Linked DNA regions of Mus musculus: region 2 is linked to region 1. Evidence: chromatin contacts called from public promoter capture Hi-C data. All regions are on one chromosome and are shown on one strand. Each heading gives the region's core, a stretch centred on a gene start, on an enhancer-like site or on the middle of the called end of the contact. The rest is flanking DNA. Distances are from core to core; before and after follow the strand shown. Region 1 holds the start of Dad1 (defender against cell death 1). Region 2 holds the start of Parp4 (poly (ADP-ribose) polymerase family, member 4).

Region 1 (3,520 bases), core at 490-2,989:
GCAACCACATGGTGGCTCACAACCATCTGTAATAAGATCTTCTGCACTCCTCTGCTATGTCTGAAGACAGCTACAATGTACTCACATAAGTAAATAAATCTTTAAAAGAAAAAAAAAAAAGCAAAAGTCATCTACCAAAAAAAAAAAAAAAAGAAAGACAGATGGGATGAAAGAGAGAGTGTGAGCGCACTAACCTAACTTTCCAGCAAATCACTTTTTTTCTATGTAGTTCTGGTAAGTCAGGACTTAACTCAGAGGCTTGTGAAGATGGGTGGCTTCAACAGGAGAGACCTTACTTAAATCAGCTGTTAGCCCCACTCTGTTCCTACACTTCCATAACCAGAGGCTAAATAAGTAAGAGGTTCTCAGCCTCTTACTGTTCTCTGTCGGGAACAGTACTGGGCACAGTAGAGAGGTTTGTCAGACCTGGCTAATGGTGCTAACATATCCTGATGGTTAGGGTGTAGCCTCCAGAAACTGGACCAAAAACCAAAGACACTATGATGACCACTGAATAAGCTGACTTTGCAGCTCTAGCTCTGACTGGGGCACAAGTCGGCTGGGGCCTATTTAAGTTCTGAAAAGTAAAATTGTTCCCAGTGGGCCTGACCTAGCAATGTGAATGTGTACATGTGACGTGAGGTTTATGTTAAGACACTAAATCAAGTCTCCAGACAAGTCCAATGCTATATTTTGTCTCTGCCCAAACCAGCTGTAATTCACTGAGGAAAACAATTGCTAATAAACCCCCAAAACACTGCTGACTGACCATGATACATTTGGTAGTAACATTCCTAAGCCAAACCTGTTCCCAGTATTCTCTCAGTTCCATGGGGCAAGAAAAGTCAGACTTCAGATGAAATCCATGGCGGCAATCCTCATTAAACCTGGAAGTCTGTAAGGTTATTAAATGTGTAGAAGAAAGAAGAGCTAATACACAATTGTGTGAATAAAAATTGAGTTGAGGGTAAAGAGAAAAAGCACATAAATTATGCACAGAAATAAGTAGGGGCAACTAAAAAGCCAGCATCAATTGGGTTGCCTCCTCACAAGCAGTCACTAATATTTATATTCCTATACTATCACCAAAGTCTTCTCCTAGATGAAGTAGGGATTAGGCCAAAGTGATAGAAATGTCTCAGCTTGGCATTTTAATTTAAAGCTCTACCAACTTTAAATTTGTGTTAAAGTTTCATCAAGGTAGGATATTTTTCCTTAGAGAAGTATTAATTGCGACGAACACCAGAAGACTATTTCTTTACATATTCAGTTTCAACTCCTGTTAGGCATTAGAAACGTGACATTTCTGAGCCTGCTTCCTGGATCCCAAGAAGTAAGCGTGACTTCACAGACGACGGCCTTCTACAAACTACCAAAGGGTACCGTGAGGACGAAGCTGCGCGCCAAAGTGGGACATTATGACCAGGATACAGAATCATTACCCGCTAGGATGAAGCTGCCCACACAAGAGATGAAGCCAGAGAGGAAAGAGTTGAAGGGGAAGGTGCCCACGAGGAGACAGTAGCCGAACTGCAGCGCCCCGGTCAGCAGTATATAAAGGAGATAGGCGTCCAGCAACTTCAGCCGCTGCGGAGTGGAGCTCAAGTACTCCTCCAGGAACCGGGAGATGACGGACACCACAGACGCCGACATGACGAACACGGGGACTTCGGATACCGGACGACCACAGACGATGTGGCTCGCGCGTGCGCGTTAGCGGGCCCTAGCCACGCCCACACCGGCGGGCCAATTGGCTCCGGCGTAAAGGCCAGCCTTGGTGCGTCACAATTAATGCGCAGACACAGGCTGCATACCCAGACTGAGAACTACAAACGGAAATAAATTAATGCTCCTGCGCAGGGCCTATCTCCCCCTCTGGAGACGTGTACTATAGCCTTATTTCCGCCCTGCGTTTGTTGACGCCCTCTGTTGCTCTGGCGACGAGATTTGTGACCGGAACAAGGGGAGAGGTTTAACAGCGGACAGAGACGCTTCCCAGAGAGTTCCGGCTCTCTTTGATCCCCCTCAGTGGTCTAGCTTGGGAATCTGCTTAGAGACCAAGCTGGCGGTCCAGGGACTTAACCTGCCTGGCCCTAATTCTCTTAAAAGCTCTATCTTCAGATGCCTATGACCGATCATTAGAGCAGGTCAAGTTCCTCCGCAGTGAGAACTATGCTTATACGGGCCAAGCGCCGGTTTACACTGGCGGGAGAGGGTTGACCTCTACAGGATCCTGAACTGGAAGGCTGAATCTGGGCCCCACGAAGAACCTAAGCCAGCAGGTATTCATTCATTCAACAAACGCTCGTTGAGTACCAAGGAGGTCCAATAGCTGTAGTTATATTGTAGGAATTTTTAGGTTAATCAGTCACTGTCTAAAAAGAGAGATAGTCACTTGTGCGTAGAGTGAAGGGTCAGGATCAGCAGCAAACTGACATTGTACAACAGGTATTGTTATAATATTCCTTGAATGGCTCCAAAGAGCATATTTGTTTCAACCTGATCCTCTGAATCATTTTATAGAAAAAGAATTGAAAGTTTGAGGTTTTAACAAGTACAATTAACTGCTTTTTAGCGTTTTAGCTGAAGAAAACTTAAGTTCTGCCTTCTGGTTTGCACTGCCATTACAAGTTCACAATAACCCGACCTTCTAAACCTAGTATCTCATCTTTCAGTTAAAAAGTCTACCCGCATAGAATCCGGTACTTCATTTCAGCGTTTAAGACACTTCCAACTGCCCTGCCTAACTAGTTGAGCAGCATTTCTAAACCCGCAACTGAACTACTGTCGCTTGTTATCTGTATTTAGCCCGGAAACACTTAGCGCCACAATCCAATAAGACGTAAATAGCCCTGCCCAGGTTCCAGTGAATCACTCGTGTCTTTGGAAAGCCTTAGTCTGTTAAAAGAGGTAAATCCATATTCACAAGAGAGAAGTTTGCACTCCTAGAAATGTAGCCTCTGTGCTCTTGTGTTACTGTAGAGTGGGTGGGATGTGGAAGGATAACCAGACGGGTTCCTACTCCACATAATATGAAATGCATCTGCAATTGAACCCTTCTCCCTGTCTCAGCACAAGTAGAACAGATTCCTCTGGTCGTCAACTTAAGGCCAAATGGGCTAACTGGCTGTTTCTAATTATCCAGTAATGAATTCTTCCAGAAGTTCCTGTGCCATCATCCCAGCACCTTCCAGAAGTGTCTTAGCCTTTGATCTTTGTCATTAACATCTTCATAGGAGTTCCCTAGGAAGACAGAATCAATGCAAGACATCACTTATTGAGACAAGCATACTCATTCTAAGACAAAGCCATTCTGAACTCCAGATTTTCTCAGCTACCTGAATTAACAATACGGAAAAGTTTTGTTTTGTGTTCAGTATATGAACATAACTAAACTCTCAATAGGGATTCATACGGTCATTGGTTTTGAGTAGTGTGAGTCAGAACATTACTATGTGTAAAAAGCTCATGTGCAGAGGGATAGTAGATAAAAGTTCAAGTTCCAGAGTCAGACAAAGAG
Region 2 (3,520 bases), core at 591-3,090, 2.3 Mb after region 1:
ATACCTATATTTTAAAAGTAGAGTATAATGATCCAATCACTTGGGCAGAGGAAGAGCCTTGAACTAGCTACTTAGAGCTGAAGAGCAGCCTGGACTATATAGAAAGGCCCTGTCTCAAAAAGGCAGAAAGATCTCTGTGAGTTGAGGCCACTCTGGTTTACAGAGTGAGTTCCAAGACACCCAGGACTGTGATACAGAGAAATTCTATCCTGGGGCGGGGGGAGAATAAAATTAAAATAAGTAGCACACAGCACATTATTCAACTGTTGACTGTGTGACCCCACCCCCACCCCCATTGATAAGCTGTGCCAAAACCATGAGTGGCATCATCCCATGGGCTAAGGACCTGAATGGAATTAAAGGGAAAGCAGACAATACTCATCATTTCACTTATTACCCTCTGACTGTGGGCAAGATGCGATCAGACACCTCCTGCTCCTGCAGTCAGACCTTCCCTGCCATGAAAGACTGTACACCCTAGGACTGTAAGCCAGCACACCCTCTCCTTCCAAAAGCTGCTTCTATCAGAGCAATAAGACAAGAAACTAGTAGTACAGTAAAAATGTCTCCTTTTCTGCTTTGCTTTTTAAGAACTCACTAAAGATCTTTGACTTCTGATCCTCCTGTCTGTACCTCCAGTCTGTAGGGACTACACACATATACCACCAACCCTGTTTTTAATACAGTATTAGGGACTGAACCCAGGGCTTCACACAGCACTTTAACCTGCTGAAGCATATCCTCAGTCCAGTAAAGACGTTTCTAGGGAGGGGGAGGTGGCTCAGTCCCTAGAGTGCTTGCCTGGTAAGCATAAAGACCGGAGTGTAACACACCCCCCCACCATTTTAAAAAGGAAAAAGCTGGAAGCTGGCTAGGTGGCTCAGTGGGTAAAGTATTTGCCCTACAAGCCTGATGACATGAGTCCTATACCCAGTCATGTCAAAGAAGAAGAGAAATCATAAGCACACATATGTGTATGCATGCAAACAAATATAGTATATTATATATACTATATATAAAGCCATATAATATACATATAAAGCCACACATAATGGTATGTGCTTGTAACCCCAGTGCTGGGAGGAAGAGACTGGTAGATCCTTAGTGCTCACTGGCTACCTAGCCTAGTACACATAATAAGTTCCAGATCATTTGGCACCTGAGGACAGCACCCAATAAATCATGTCACCAAAATTCACCTTTTACATTCAATTCTCTAGTCTAGACCTTATAGTCTCGTTTCATTCATCATATTCTGAAATTATTAATGGAATTATTTCTAAATCAGTCCCTACTCAGTACATTTCTGATTCTAGCGCCCAGGGCCCACACATGTGAAGCAAATAACCAGCTGAGCTGTCTAGCCCTAGACCCATCGTTTGAGCGTCTCCAATTAGTGATGGATGCTATTGTGCGCTTCAAACTCAGAAGTTCTCATTTTCTTCCACTGTTGCTGCTGAAAATCGAACCCAGGGGCCCACAAATGTTAGCCAAGCTTTCTACCAATGACCTAGCTCTTCAGTCCTAAATTCTCTCTGATGCCCCTTTGGGAAATTTGTTTCTTACCTGCCCTGGGATTCCAGCACCCTATTTAACCCCAATCCGTAATCATTTCTCTGTCAAAAGTCCCCATCCATCAAGTCTCCCAGATTCGAATTTTGGGTTTACTCCTACTGGCAATTTACACTCTGAAAAAGAAAGTGAAAGTCCTGAACGCTAGGCTGATCTGGAAAGCTGAGGCCACGCCTTCTCCCCAGCTGGACAGTCGCAGGACATCCCTCTAAGGGGCGTAGGTCCGGTGTTCAGGAGCCGCAGCCACGGTCCCGCCCCGCCGCGCCCCACCTAACCCGGCTGCGCCTGGAGCGGAAGCACCAAGGCTGGAACGCTGGCTGCGGAGCACGGAGGAGGGGACCATCCGACACCAGGAAGGGCCAGGCGGGATCTCCGAGCAGGTGCGTGGGTACCCCAGGAGGCTGTCTGACAGCCCGAGGGTCCCCGGTAGTCTCTGGTGGTCTTGACCTTCTGAGGCCTGGCTCAGGGTCAGCGGCCCTAGGAGGGGAGTGCCAGGGGAGGGGAGGTCAATGTTGACTGCGCCATCAGACCCACTGCTGTTTTGGGAAAATAACTGCAACAGAACGCAACATTTCTTTACTTTCTGAAAGTTGAGGAAACTTTTGGTAGAAGAAAATAACTCATTGAGGTCTGGAGTTGAAATTTAGCCGAATCTGACTAAGCTCCGGGTCCTATTAAGACAAAAAATAAGTAAAAAAGATGGGGTGAGTTAATTTGCAGTTTTAGCCAAGACTGGGAATAGAGAAATTCTTAGTCTGTCTAGGCCTTACCTATGGCAGTTACAATTTATGTTAATGAAAAAGGGGAAGGCCAGGAAATCCGCCCCACGTAGATTTGTCCTTAGGTTGGATTTATGCCTCTGTCCTACTAAAGGTACTTCCGGTGCTATGGCTATTCTTGGTTGTTAAATTGACGCACCTGGAAAAAAATGAACCTCAATTGAGAAATCGCCTCCGTCAAATTGACCTCTGGGGTGTGTCTGCAGAGCATTTTCTTGATTGCTAACTGAAGGAAGAGAGCTTAGCCCACTGTAGGCACCGCTTCTGGGCAGGTGGTCCTGGATTGTATGAGGTGAGCAGAAACAGAAAGCAAGCCAGTAAACTGCGTTCTTCCTTGACCACTAATTAATCTACTCACTTTACATGCCAATCACAGCCTTTAATCCAGTCAGTTCCTTAAATTGTGCTACTGTTATGAATAGTAAGTAAAAATATCTGTGTTTCCTATAGTCTTAAACCCACTGTCAAAGGGGTCAAGATTGAGAACCACCGGCTTCCACGTTCCTGTCAGGGGTTCATGCCCTGACTTTCATGTTTGACTGTAAGCAGTGAGATGAGGTAAGGAAGAGTAACAACAGGATCAAAGCTGGGATCTGTCTCAGGGCAGCCAATAGGAAGACGGCTTGTGATGGGCTCCCCTACGACACGCTGAAAGGAAGAAACGTGGGTGTTCACTCCCTAGCGAGGCAGCCTTCTCTCTCCACTGTGCAGTTTTTTGTTTTGTTTTGTTTTTTCGAGACAGGGCTTCTCTGTATAGTCCTGGCTGCTCAAGAACTTTTTCTATAGACCAGGCTGGCCTCAAGCTCAGAGATCAGCTTGCCTCTGCCTCCTGAGTGCTGGAACCAAAGGCGTGCACCACCACCACCACCACCACCACCACCACCAGGCTCGAGTTTGATATTTAAAAGCTATTGGAAATGACTTTTTTCCCTTCAGGTCTTTTTGACACGTTTGTATTTGGTTCAGTGAAAGGATGCCTATGTTTTGTTTGTTGGTTTTTTTCTGCTACTTTTCTAAAAGTGTTTTTCAAGTCTAAGGATTTTCTGGTAGAAGCCAGTCATGGGGGCACACCCCAGTAATCCTAACACTCTGGAGGCTACAACAGGAGGATCACCATGAGTTTGAGACCTGAGCTTCACAGTGAGCTCTAGGCCAGCAGGTACAGATTG

The links. Capture Hi-C pulls out chosen DNA fragments and counts their contacts.
Region 2: a contact with region 1 is called in a promoter capture Hi-C map of liver, with 2.7 times the contacts expected there. The contact joins the promoter of Parp4 here to the promoter of Dad1 in region 1. A contact is called at or near these places in 4 of 39 promoter capture datasets (hippocampal neurons, liver and pre-B cells) and 2 of 9 other capture datasets (adipose tissue and liver).

Annotation. Positions count from the first base shown.
Region 1 is chr14:54,252,190-54,255,709 of GRCm38.p6, forward strand. It overlaps Dad1 (defender against cell death 1), which reads right to left and starts at 1,740. Exons shown (of 3, transcript NM_001113358.1): 1 at 1,443-1,740. The coding sequence starts at 1,653. It also overlaps a transcript of Abhd4 not described here.
Region 2 is chr14:56,573,779-56,577,298 of GRCm38.p6, forward strand. Parp4 (poly (ADP-ribose) polymerase family, member 4) reads left to right here and starts at 1,841. Exons shown (of 35, transcript NM_001145978.2): 1 at 1,841-1,952. It also overlaps a transcript of Cenpj not described here.